Regions from separate parts of the Mus musculus genome. Here all the other regions are linked to region 2. A link is a contact called in public Hi-C and HiChIP or PLAC-seq data. All regions are on one chromosome and are shown on one strand. The core of a region is the stretch at or near the end of the contact, and the rest is flanking DNA. Distances in the headings are between cores, read along the strand shown. Region 1 has its middle 48 kb from the start of Gm33388. Region 2 holds the start of Inhbb (inhibin beta-B). Region 3 has its middle 18 kb from the start of Gm46144.

Region 1 (4,170 bases), core at 29-2,528, 170 kb before region 2:
TTTTATTATTCTACACAGATGCTGGCTCGTTGTGTGTCTCCAGCTTTCAGAGCACAATGCGGGGTGTTGCGGGGGGAAGTTGTGGTTGTGGTGGGTTTGTGCTGTTTACTATACTCTTCTCCCTTACTCCTAATTTGGGTGACCACACCCACTTCCATGCCACAAAAGGTTGACTTGAGGGGACAATCCTGGGAGAGCCCTGGAAGAGTGTGTTCGGGTGGGGGAGGAGTTACACGAATCAGTGAATTGAGTCTCTTTGAGGTGTGTGCTGGGCTATGGGGGTGGGAGGACAGGGAATGAAACCAAGAGAGAAAGGAGAAGGGGAGGGGGAGGTTAAGTCTTGGAATGGGAGGGATGGGAGGATGACATCTGAAGCTCTCCTCTCTGAATCCTACTCTCAGCTCCACCTCCGTGGTTGTCCCCAGGAGCCTAGACATTGGAGAAAGGAGCCTCCTGGGACTTCTTGCCATGTGTCTACCTCCAATTCCTACACACAACCTGCAACCTAACACCGGAGAAACTGAATGGGTGGCAAGCTGGGATGGGCCAACAGGCTGGTCTTTCCTCCTTCCCCAACAGTTGGTGGCAGTCTCTCACTCCACAAAGCGCGCCACCCAGTGGCTCCAGGGTGAGGCTCTGCACCTTTCTGCCTGCTCAGGTCGGCTCTGTCTTTGCCCTAAGCATCATGCCTGAAGCCCAGAACAGGTCTCTTGCCTAACACACAAGGTCTCCAGGAGCTTTGCTAGTGTCCACAGATCCTGGCCAATCAGTAGAGGATAGTTTTATCAAAGCCACTGAAATGTGGATAAATCTGAGACTCTGAGGGGAAGGCAAGAAAGCTAGCCAAGGAGCCAGGGAACCCCATTTGAGTCTTACCTTTGTCAGCATTCTTGTGTCACCTAGACCCATTGTGAATACAAAGTTCTGAGTCTGGGGTCCCTCGCAACCCCAAGTGATGGTCTTTAGGATGAGACTGGTGTCCATAGGCACTGACAGCAGGGAGGCTGGGGTGACTTCAAGGGGCTGGATATCAAGGCCAGCCACCAGAAGGAGCCTATGTGTAATTCAGCCTGCAACATTTCTAAGCCCTGAAAGAGCACATAGAGGCCGCTTCCTCAGGGGTCTTAGCCAGAGGGCTGGGCATGCTCAGACCAACAGGCCACTTTGCAGAAGCACCAGGCTTGGCAGGCAAGCGCATTGCCTGGTCTCTATGCCTGGCCATTGAGGGCAGGGCCTCTGCAGTGTGGCTGATTGGGATGCCTGGCAAGTCACCGGCCCCGGGCGGTGGGCCAGCCTGCAGCCCTGCGGAGGTGGCCTCATTAAAGGACTCATGGTCCAGTGGGCAGGGCATCAGACTGGACATCTGGAGGTTTGGGGCCGGGTCCAGCTTGCTGCTGCTTTGCTGGGTGACCTTAAGCAGCTTACTCGGCCTCTCAGTGCTCCACCTGCTGCCTGCCTTCTCCCTGTCTGGCAAGGCTTCCTGGAGGGGAAGTTACTGGAGCAGTTCAGGGAAGCCTAGATGCTGCAGGGCCTCACTCTCAGTCATTCCTGTCGTGCCAGGGGTGGGCAGGGTCATCAGGAGCCTTCCTGCTGAAAGTATCTTAAGAGCTTCCCAGACACAATTGCCTAGGTCTGCAACAAAGTGACATAAGGACCCTCAAAGGTGACTGTGGCCTCATCTAACAGGGAAGGCTGTGAGGATATATCCATGAAATTCTTTTACTCCAGAGGGGGAATTGATCCAGGATCCAGCATCATGAAGGTGCTGGGCTGGAGATCTAAGCATCTGGCCTCCAGAATCTTCTATTTCTCTGCTAGGCTATCCCCTCCAGCCTCCCTCTCCAGATCAAGTGAATTTGGGTGTCCATGTAGAATTCTGCCAATCCCCACAATGAGGAATGGGGGAGACAGTGGATAAGAGCACTTGCTGTGTGTAAGCATGAACCCTGGAGTTTTGGTTCCTAGCACCCATGTAGAACCTGGGTGTGGCTACATGTGCCCGTAACCCCTGTACTGGAGTTGGGGGTGATGAGGTAGAAGGTTGGCCAGTGCTTGCTGATAGCCAGACTTGTCAAAAGTTAAATGAAACAAAAATTAAAACAAGCAAGCAAATAAACAAACAAACAAAAAACCCTGTGAGTTCCAGGTTAACTAAAGAACCTTGTATCAAGTGAATAACAGAGAATGCTAGGGCAAACACAGGATGTTCTCCTCTTGCCTTTACAATGGACATGGGCGTGTGTGTGTGTGTGTGTGTGTGTGTGTGTGTGTGTGTGTGTGTGTATGCAATTAAAGCCCTATGATGGTGGTATCTTTGGTGACTTTCTCTCTTAGAAAGAATCAGGCACCTCCTCTGGTACCTGGACTCCTCTCTGCAGCCAGCGCAGAGAGCCTTCTGTTTACCACGCACTGAACTTTATGTACCAACAGCTGATCTTAAGAATGCCTGCATTTACACGGAATCCCAGGCCTGCCTATGTTGAGCCTGCTGCCTGCAAGGCCCCCGCACCTTGTCTTCAGGGTGGATTGATCACTCTTTGTACCTGTAGCTATGCATCCTCCCTGCATGGTTCCTGCTGTGAACATAGCCTGGCTCCCTCCTCTTTGGCCCTGAAGCATCCACCTATCAGAGCACCACAGATCATGCCTACACTCCAGCATAGCTGGATTCCAGGACAGACCCAGTAGATGCTCTGTAGAAGAGCACTGAGAAAATGCCCAAGAGGTCAAGAGAAGCACTTTGGCCCCTCTGGTTTCTGTAATCCCCTTGAACTAGGTCCATCGATTCTCCCAGGCTTCTCCTATTTCCCTGAGGCTTTCTGTGATGGTTAATTCTGTCCACTTGATGGGATCTAGAAACATCCGCAAGATAAGACCCTAAGCCTGTCTGCAATCAAGTTTCTAGGTTGAGGTGGAAGACTCACCCTACTGCAGGCAGCCATCCCTTGGTTGAGAGCCCTAAACTGCATAAAAGGAGAAAGTGAGCCAAACCCCAGAATCCATCTAGCACCACTGCCTGGCTGTGGGTGCTGTGTGAGCAGCTGCCTCGAGCCCCCGTGACCGTGCTTTCCCACCATTACAGACTATTTCCTCAATCGGAACCAGACCAAAGCCCTCCGCTCTTCTGTTGCTTTTAGAAGGCATTTTGTCACAGTAATGAGAAAAGAAGCTAATGCAACATCACACCCTGGTATTGCAGGTCTAGTCTGGGCCCATCAACCTTAAGATCCTGTCTCTTATGTGTGTGATTCAGATACTTGTTCATGTGTGTGCACATACACATGGAGGCCAGAGGTCAATGCCAAGTGTCTTCTTAGCTGCTCTCCACTCTGTCTATCATCTATCTATCTATCTATCTATCTATCTATCTATTCTATCTATCTATTTTGAGGCAGAGTCTCTCTCACTGAGCCTGGAGCTTACTGGCTGGTTGAGGCTGGCTGGCCAGCAGGCTTCAGGGATATGGAGTTCTCTTCTCCTCCAGTGCTAGGATTATAGACATGTGCTACCATTCCTCACGCCTGGCTGGAATCTGAACTCAGGTTCTCGTGCTTTCATGGCAAGATGGTTATGGACTAAGCCATCTCACCAGTGCTCGCTCCTCTTCTCTACTGAGTACCAAGACAATAGCAGTTACGATTATAACTGTAATATTTCCTGCTTCCTGTAACCTTACATTATTTTTTTAGGATCACAATACATTTATTTCTGCAAACAACCTTATGGCTCACACATAGCTAAGGAAACCAAGGCTCAGAGAGATTAAGTGGCTTGCCTGGGGTCACACAACTGGTAGAAGTGGAGCTGGGAGCCAAGTCCAGAGCTGTAAAGCACGAAGCTCAAGCTCCCACCCCCAACAACATCTGCTCTCTCCTCCAAAGCCTGCCAAGGCCGCTCGCAGGCATGGCATCGGCACAGTTGCGAAAGGCCAAGAAAGGATTTCCTGGACGACTCTTTTCCCTTGGCAGTGGTATTTTAAGCAGTCTTCACAGCCTACCCTAAAGTAGGCTCAAGGGTGGGATTTCAGACACCCGGATTATGTAATGTCAACCACTTACAGACATACCTATAGCCAAACGCCCACAGTGGACGTGCCCAGTTAATCTTTTCCATACTTCACTGTGGCTAAATGCCCACTCTGGACATGGCCAGTTAATCTTTCCCCTACTT
Region 2 (3,966 bases), core at 1,028-3,527:
GTTGCCTAGCTCTCCCCACCGATGCTTCAGCAATCCTGGCAAGCCCATGCCGCCGGGCGACGCAAGCGGCCCCGGGAGCCTCTCTCTCTCTCTCTCTCTCTCTCTCTCTCTCTCTCTCTCTCTCTCTCTCTCTCCCTCTCTCTCTCCCTCTCCCTCTCTCTCTCTCCCTCTTTCTCTCCCTCTCTTTCTCCCTCTCTCTCTCCCTTTCCCTCTCCTCTCCTGCCCACGTATATCAACAAGCACACACATCTCCATCTCTACACTGCTAAGCCTACACTCGGATCGTGGGAAACAAAAACATTAAGCAATCACTAAGCAAGTGCCCGCAGAGCCAGGGCTGCGCGCATCTGCCGGGAGGGGGACGCGCGCCCAGAGGCGCTGGGGCCCAATTCCCGTGAGCCAGGATGAAGGGCAGGGTGCTTCCCAGTTGCTGCAGGGAAAGGGAAGCCGCAAAGGATCTGTAGTCTGGGCGCGCAGTATAGAAAAGGACTGCCACCCTGGGAAGCGCGCAAGGCCACCGCAGAACGTCTCTGCCCGGAGCCTAAATGCCCTCGGGGCGTGCGGGCTGCAGAGGCGGTGAAGGCAGCAGGGCTTCCTAGGAGAAGGAAAAAGGGAGGGATCGCGGCCGCCTCTGGCTTCCCTGTGGCCGAACCCACCTGTCTCTGCAAAGCTGATGATCTCGGAGACGCGCTCCTGGCCGTCGGCGCCCGGGCTGGCGTGGCCGTCGAGGTGCGGGATCTCCACGCGGCCGTCCTCGCGCACCTTGCCGGCGTGCAGCTTGCGCAGGGCCGTGACCATGGCGGCCTTGGGGACAGCGTGCGTGATGTTGGGCCGGCCCCGCAACTGCAGGCGGCTCAAGATGTGTCTCTTCACCGCCTCCAGGAAGTCACCGTCCACCCGGCCCAGCTCCTCCGGCCGCCGGAAGCCGCCGCCGCCGCCACCGCACGACGTACAGGTGTCCTGCGAGCCACCCGGAGCTCCGGGTGGCGGGGGCGGGGGCGGCGCAGCGGGCGACGGCGGGGGTGTGGGAGAGCCCCAGGCCTCGGGTCCCAACCAGCCGGCCACCAGGAGCAGAAGGCAGGCGGCCCCCAACGCCCGACCGGGCAGCCCGTCCATGGTGCGCCGCTGGCGACGAGGGCGCCCGCCGCGAGGCGAGGCGAAGCGAGCTCAGGGCCGGGCTCCGGGCTCTGGGCGCACCGCCCCGCCCCGCCCCCGCCCGGGCCTCCGCCCGCCCGCCTGCCGGGAGCGCCGCCGCCGGCTCGCAGGGGGAGGGGGCCGGCCGGGCCGCGGGGGTTCCCGCGCGGCCGAGAAGGGGCGCCGCGGGGACCAGAAGGGAACGCGGGCTGGCGGTGAGGGGGTGGGGGGGACCGCCGGGTCAGTGGCGCGCTGACGACTCGGGGCGCCTAGGCATCTGCAGCCTGCCCATCCTCTCCGCGTCGAGGGCCACCGCAGCCCCCTGATCGGGGTGAAGCGAAAGCGAGGAGCGGCAGCAGCGGTGCTGGCACGGTGGCTTGGCTCGGCCGGGCTGGAAAGGTGGAGGGAAGAGGCGGCAGCGGGCGCAAGTCGCTCTGGAGACTGAAGCGAAGGTGCCGGAGACCCCGGGCGCGGCGCTGCGGAGGGCGCTGCGGCTGGGGCCCCGCGACCGCACCTGAGCGCCTCGCCCTGTCGCTGCTCGCAGCGAGGACACGGCCGCCCGAGGCAGCGGCGGTGATGGGCAGGTCCTTCTCCCCTGCTCCGGGCCGGCGGGAGGAGAGAGAGCTGTGCGGGGGAGCGCCGCTGCGCGGGCCCTTCTTACAGGAGGTGCCGAGCCCTCCTGGGCGGCGGGCCCTGCAGTCCTCCCAGCGCGTCACCCGGCAAAGTTGTCTCCAGGCTCCCCCGGGCGCCGCATCCACGGGCGGGCGAGCCGCGGCGCGCTTCTCCTGGGCCTCTGCTCCTCCCTGCTTCCCTGTGCCTGGCCGCCTGAGCGGGCCGGCCGGGGCGGCGGAGGAGGGAAAGGCGGTGGCAGGGCCCTTCTCGCCGCTGTCTCTTCTGCCTGCCGCGGCAGTGGCGGCCAAAAGTCTCTCTGTGTCCCCAGAATCGAGTGCCCTGGCTCGCGCTCCCACTGGCACACGCTGCAGGGCCGGGGAGAGAGCGAGTCGGCGGTGGCGGTGGCAGCAGCGTCCCCGCGCCCAGCCGTGGCTCGGAGTGCAGAGCGCGCCCGAGGAGTTCTTCGCTTTGCCTTCTCTTCCTTTCCACTCCCTGTTCTTTTTTTCCCGAGGGGTAAAAAAGCCGCACAATCTCCGTATGTGCGCGCGCGTTGAGATAGACGTTGGCAGGAAAAAAAGGGGGGAGGGGGAGTGTCGTCCGGGCAGTGCGGGAGGAGACGGTCCGCGCCTCCCTACTCGGGCGTCCCGGGGGCGGAGGGGGAGGCGGATTCTGCAGGTCGCTGCTGCCTGATCCTCCTCCCACCCCCTCTTCCCTCCGCTCTTTCCCTTTCTGCCTTGGCGAGGAGGGGCAAGAAGGTTCTCTCCACCCTGCGCCCCCCCCCCCGCGATGCCAGGCCACTTTTGCTACCTCGAAACTTTCCCACCACGTGAGTGCTCCAGACCCTCGCCCCATGGGGCGATGGATAAATGGCACCGACACGCTCCTGGTGTAGGATCCGGGTGCTTCTGGACACCCCTTACTCAGGGCCACGAAAGCCGCCCCCCGCCCCCGTCCCAAATTGTCGCCTTTCACAACCGGGACGGGCGACCCTCTCTCGCCGCAGCTGCCCCTAGAGCCTTCAAGGGACGATCTTTCGCTATCCAATCTGCTAGGTGGGGGTGGGGAGTAAGTTCGAATGCAGCAGAGAAGAGGTGCGGCTGGATGCCACCCTCGGGCTACAGCGCCCTCTTCTAGCGTCCGAGGCCGCTGTCCCAATGGGCGATGGGTTAACCCCCTGGGCTAGAAGAGTAAGGGAAGCGGAGGCTGCTGGAGGCTTGGCCAGCTCTGCTGTAGTTGGCCCGAGGGTCTACCTGCATTGTTTGGGAACCCATCTTTGAGGACCCAAGGTCTCTGGAGGCTCAGGGCTTGCCAGACTGTTGGGGTCTCCACTGTCCCATTCGTGTCTTGTCACACTTGGCCTCAGACAAACCCAGATTCTAATGAAGGGCTCAGGTACTACCGGATTTGAATCCAGTCCAACCTCACCTTGCCCTGCCTCTTTCTCTCTCTCTCTCTCTCTCTCTCTCTCTCTCTCTCTCTCTCTCTCTCTCTCTCTCTCTCTCTCTCTCTCTCTCTCGGCTGTAAAGGGGCACTGTGATACCTGCACCACACTGGTGCTTTGGGAGGTCCAAACAGACTAAACCAACCTCGCAGAAGCGGATATAAAGATGGTTCTGGGACGCTCTTCTGGCTGCCAGTAATGGGTGGGAGTCTGACTCCCAGTACTGACTAGAGAACTGCAAATGTACCCTCTTCTTTCTGTCTCTTTTCCCGACCCTACCTGGGTCTGGGACGACAATGCCCACGGGGCACAGTTCCCAGAGACCAGAACACATTGCCTGCAAACAGCCCCCCCCCCCCCTTCCCAGGACGCTTACCCACAATAGGCTCACCTAACGACAGGCAAGACTGAGAGGTAGACGCATGGATGGTTCTCTTTGGAATCGGGACAACCCTCCCTAAAGACACCTCAGACTTGGGGAGGGGGGTCGTTCCACCAACATCCATTGCTTCCCAACTTCCCAAGACAACCCTACCCTGTGGACCTTAGCCAGAACAGCAGTTCCGCGGAAGCACGAAAGTCTGGGAGCAGAGCGCCCCCTCTCTCCCTGTAGGAGGAACAGACCAGAAGTCTGCGGGGCAAAACTAGGGCGGGTCTGACTTAACCAACTCTGAGTCTGAAGCAAGAGCCCCTCTCCTTCCCGCCCCCGCAGAATCCAGACGATAATAGCCCTTCTGCCCTTAGGAGACCCATTCTTTGCTGTTCCTGTCCTGTGTCCT
Region 3 (4,040 bases), core at 1,435-3,934, 200 kb before region 2:
TCAGCTGGATGTCCTATTGTTCCCTAAGCAGAATGTTTAATCTCGCCATTTGAAGCAACTGAAAGGGAGCCAGGGGGAAGCCACAGACGTTGTTTGTTAGTTTAGAACACAGACTGCTCTTATAGAGGACTCAAGGACTCAAGTTTGTTTCCTGCACCCATGTCGGGTGATCCCAAACCACCTGTAACTTCAGAGTCAACACCTCTGGTTGGCACTGGCACCTGGATTCAAATGTGTGCACATATACAAACACACAACATAAATATAATTTCAATTTTTAAAATAATAATAATAAAACCTTAAGCAGCTTTCTTTCCCCTTTTGATTGTGCAAGGGATAGCATCTCCAGGCAAATTCATTTGACCCTGGGGCCTTAGGCTTTAGAGGAACTTAGTAGGCGGCATTAGTCAACTTCCATTCCAGTGTTTGCACAGTGATGTCATTGCCTGCCTGTCAGTCTAATCTGGGAAGCCCTGATCCCTGAGCCACCCACATCTGGAACTAGAGATGGACAAGTCGATTCCAGCCCTGCCTCTGCACCACTTCACTCTCAGCCTTGGGCCACAGGGACAGGCAACCCTCTGCACATTCCCATGTACACCCCCCCCACCCCTCTCTGTTCTCTCCTGCACGTCGTTTGTGAATTCTAGCAGCTCAGGCAGATAGGGGTCAGCTTTACCAGGAAATTCCTCACTGCACAGTGCTGTTGGAGGTACCTGGCTATGAGGACCCACCCCTGGTCTGGGTGTAGGGTGCAGGAACCCCTGTCACTTGCTTTATGCTACTCTGGGAGCTGGACAAGATGGCACGCCCTCCCCACCCTCTTGCTTCATCCCTTGGACTTTGACACATTTATTTTCTGTGCCATCTGTGCCATGCCAAACATCTGGAAGGAAACGGGGGAGGTGGGGTGGGGGATCCACCAGGAATTTAAATGTTTGTTCTGCACGGTATCTTTGAGCATGGAGTTAGGGAAACTTGACATCTTTAGCCAATTGTTTGGTGGTGTGTAGACTCAAGCCAGCATCTAATCCAATAAAGAATGCCCCTCCTTGCCCTCTCTCATGCAACCAGTCACTGGACAGCCTGGGAACATTCTCTCTTTTCTTCTCAGATGTTTCTAGAGTCAATGGGAGTCTGCAGAACAGTTGTTCAGCCAGCATACCGGAGATACAGTGAGAACCACGGCATTTCAGAGAAAGAATGCTGGGCGGTTTGGGCAGATCTTCCACATTTATCTTTCTACTTCTATGCTGTCCCGTTGTCTTCTTCGTCCTCCACCTTGACCATCACATGAGCGTGCCTAGGTGTGCTATCTCCCATAAAATAGAATAGTCCTGCTGGTCCATTGCTCCTCCGTTCAGGTGCACCTCCTTTCTGTTCAAGAGAGCAAAAAATCAGAATGAATAGAAAACCTGAAAGGTTGCATCGTTTTAATGAAGACATTTTCACACTTAGAGGAATAATCAGGGCTCAAGAGATACTTTAATCAGTAAGGTTGTACTTGAGTTTGATCCCCGAGACCTTTGCAATAGAAAGCTAGCGAAGGTGGCACCTGATTGTAATTCCAACTCTGGAAAGGTGGAGATAAAGAGGCCATTGGGACTTACTGGCCAGCCTGCCTAGCTTACCTGGCAAGTTTCAGGCCAGTGAGAGACCTGGTTTCGAGAAAATGGAGTCTGAAAAAGAAAAGGTTGTCCTCTGGTCTCTCTACACATATACATATATCTTTACATACATGTGCATATACAGACACACACACACATGAATGCATGCATGGTCATGCATGAATATACACACACACACAAACACACAAGGATTAATCAGACATTTAGACACAAAGGGATGAGCTCTCTCGCCTCTCTTCCAGCCTTTACTTTCATTCTTTTTGCTAATGCCAGGCATCAAGGCAAGCTCCAAATGTAGCACCTCCCCTTCCTCCTTCACAACGTTGGCTCCGTTTAACAAATTCTCAAAGTCAAGTGTACCCAAGCCAAGGGGAAGCACAGAGAGGGCCTGGGGGAGGGATAACACTTGACTCAGGCTTGTGGGGGCATAAGAATGGCTTGCAAGCAGCATCCCTTAGTCAATAGGCTTAAGCCTGTGACATAGTCAACTTCTAGATCACAAGCCTTCCTGACCCCCTCCTCCCTTCCTGCTCACTGAAGCCTGAGGCCTTGTTCCTGACAAGGCTCTCTTCTTTTGTCCTTATTGGCTGTTCTAGAGTGTTCTGCCTTTAAGCCCAGCTCAAACACCTCCTGCTTAGGGTGACAGCTCTCCTGCAGACAGGACCAGTTTCATGGGCCCATGAACCTGTGTTATCTCACAAGAAACATCTCCAACTGTTGACACCTTCAAACTCACAATCATTTCAATATCTCTGACCTTGGGCTGGAGAAATGGCTCTGAGGATAAAAATGCTTGCTGTTTAAGTTTCAGAACCTGAGTTTAGGTCTCCAGAACCCACATGGAGATGATGCAGTCTGCAACCCCAAACCCCATTGTTTCTATGATGAGATAAAGAATCCATAGAAGTTCACAGGCCAGCTGGCCTGGGGAGGCAGTGATAAACAACTAAGGCCCTGTTTAAAGTGAGGTGGAAGAGAAGGACAAGCACTCAATGCTGTCCTCTAAACTCCGTTGAAAGCCGGCACTAAGAACACACAACTCTCTGATCCTGAGCTCTCTCAGCAAAGTCTAATTGGACAGCGGAGTCCGGGAGTGAGCAGAGACACGGGAGACAGCAGCAGTGTCTAAGTACAGGATCAGTGTGTTCTGCCTGCCTGCCTGAGTGCCAGCCCCAGAGTCACCCTTTCCCCTTGACTCAGAGTCCACTTTCAGGGCTGAAAGACAGGCCTGCATTCCCAGAACACAAATGGCCAAAGATCTACCGTGCCCTTTCTCTCTTGTGTGACGTCGCTCGATTACTAGCCACTTATGCTGGAAGTGATGACCAAGGAGGAAGGGGAAAGACAGGGCGCCCAAAGTTCCTTTTCCTCTACGTCTTTCCTTTCCCGTCAATGATCTCAGGTCAGGGCAGACGGTGTGTTGTGCAAGACACAAGATGATGGCAGTGACCCAAGTGTCCCTCAATGTCTAGTGGGAACAATAAGCTCTGAAAGCTGCATTGTGTCATTTTGGTTGCTCTGAGTAGGGCTTGAATGTTTTTAAAATTTTTAAACAACCTTCCACTCTATTAAATAAAGACCAAGAAGTGAAATGCATGCTAACAATAAAATGTTTTAACATCTATTTAGGATGATACATATCAATATGCAAACACATCAATGAGTAGAAAAGTGCCACTAAACAGGAAAACAGCTTAAATATTAAATGTTGGTCTTGATGATGCTCCTCCCTGCTCTTTCATGAACAGAGATATACCCTTTTCCCTCATACTGAGACTCAGTCAGCATGCAGCCAGAGGCTGGGGCTAGGTCATGGTAATTCTGAGTTCTGTTACCAACACTGCCAAGTCAGTAAAATCAGGGGACTAGTAAAGTGCCTGAGCTAGCATGAGGAGCTGCACTCAGATTCCCAGCATCAATGTAAAAAGCTGGGCACCACGGTGACTATCTGTAACTCCATCGTTGGATTGGGCAGAGACAGGTGAATCCCCAAAGCTCACTAGCTAGCCGCTCTAGCCAGATCAGCGAGCTCCTAAACTGAGATGCAGAATGGTTACAAAGACACTAGGGTATTTGTACACAGCGGTGAAGAGTAACAGATACAAACAGTGAAGAGTAATAGATACGAACTTTACCTGAACTAATGACAATCACATCAACAGAATGGATGCCAATCATGGAACAGTGGCGAACAGATCTGAGATGGCAAGATTTAAAAAAAAAAAAAATCAACAGCTATTTTGTGAGTGTGTGTGTGTGTGTGTGTGAGTGAGTGTGAGTGTATGAGTGCATTTGCTCTCACATGACATAGAATGGGTGTGGAAAACTTGAGGAAGTCAGTTTTCTCCTTCTATCATGTGTGTCCCAGGGATTGACCCTAGATTGTTAGGACCGGTGGCTAGCCTCACAGTT

What was found. Hi-C and Micro-C count contacts between places; a contact is called where the count stands out from the background. HiChIP or PLAC-seq counts read pairs in DNA pulled down with a chosen protein or histone mark.
Region 1: a contact with region 2 is called in an H3K4me3 HiChIP or PLAC-seq map of neural progenitor cells, with 17 times the contacts expected there. The contact joins the enhancer-like site here to the promoter of Inhbb in region 2. A contact is called at or near these places in 1 of 39 promoter capture datasets (trophoblast stem cells), 35 of 484 Hi-C or Micro-C datasets (the C2C12 cell line, adipose-derived mesenchymal stem cells, astrocytes and 21 more), 16 of 115 datasets of contacts at active chromatin or transcription factors (astrocytes, craniofacial prominence, embryonic forebrain and 9 more) and 1 of 9 other capture datasets (embryonic stem cells).
Region 3: a Hi-C map of cardiomyocytes shows a contact between it and region 2, with 15 times the contacts expected there. The contact joins the enhancer-like site here to the promoter of Inhbb in region 2. A contact is called at or near these places in 5 of 484 Hi-C or Micro-C datasets (cardiomyocytes, cumulus cells, embryonic stem cells and 2 more), 9 of 115 datasets of contacts at active chromatin or transcription factors (embryonic forebrain, embryonic hindbrain, embryonic midbrain and 5 more) and 3 of 9 other capture datasets (adipose tissue, embryonic stem cells and liver).

Annotation. Positions count from the first base shown.
Region 1 is chr1:119,255,688-119,259,857 of GRCm38.p6, forward strand. No RefSeq gene overlaps it. Among named protein-coding and RNA genes, the nearest start is that of Gm33388, 48 kb to the right of the region's middle. Within about 2 kb of position 1,279, at least 30 of the 459 cell types and tissues checked have an H3K27ac peak or open chromatin away from gene starts, as enhancers often do. A contact at or near this core is called in astrocytes, brain, cerebellum and 8 more, where this site is marked.
Region 2 is chr1:119,419,971-119,423,936 of GRCm38.p6, forward strand. It overlaps Inhbb (inhibin beta-B), which reads right to left and starts at 2,278. Exons shown (of 2, transcript NM_008381.4): 1 at 657-2,278. The coding sequence starts at 1,116.
Region 3 is chr1:119,217,102-119,221,141 of GRCm38.p6, forward strand. No RefSeq gene overlaps it. Among named protein-coding and RNA genes, the nearest start is that of Gm46144, 18 kb to the left of the region's middle. Within about 2 kb of position 2,685, at least 17 of the 459 cell types and tissues checked have an H3K27ac peak or open chromatin away from gene starts, as enhancers often do. A contact at or near this core is called in adipose tissue, cardiomyocytes and liver, where this site is marked.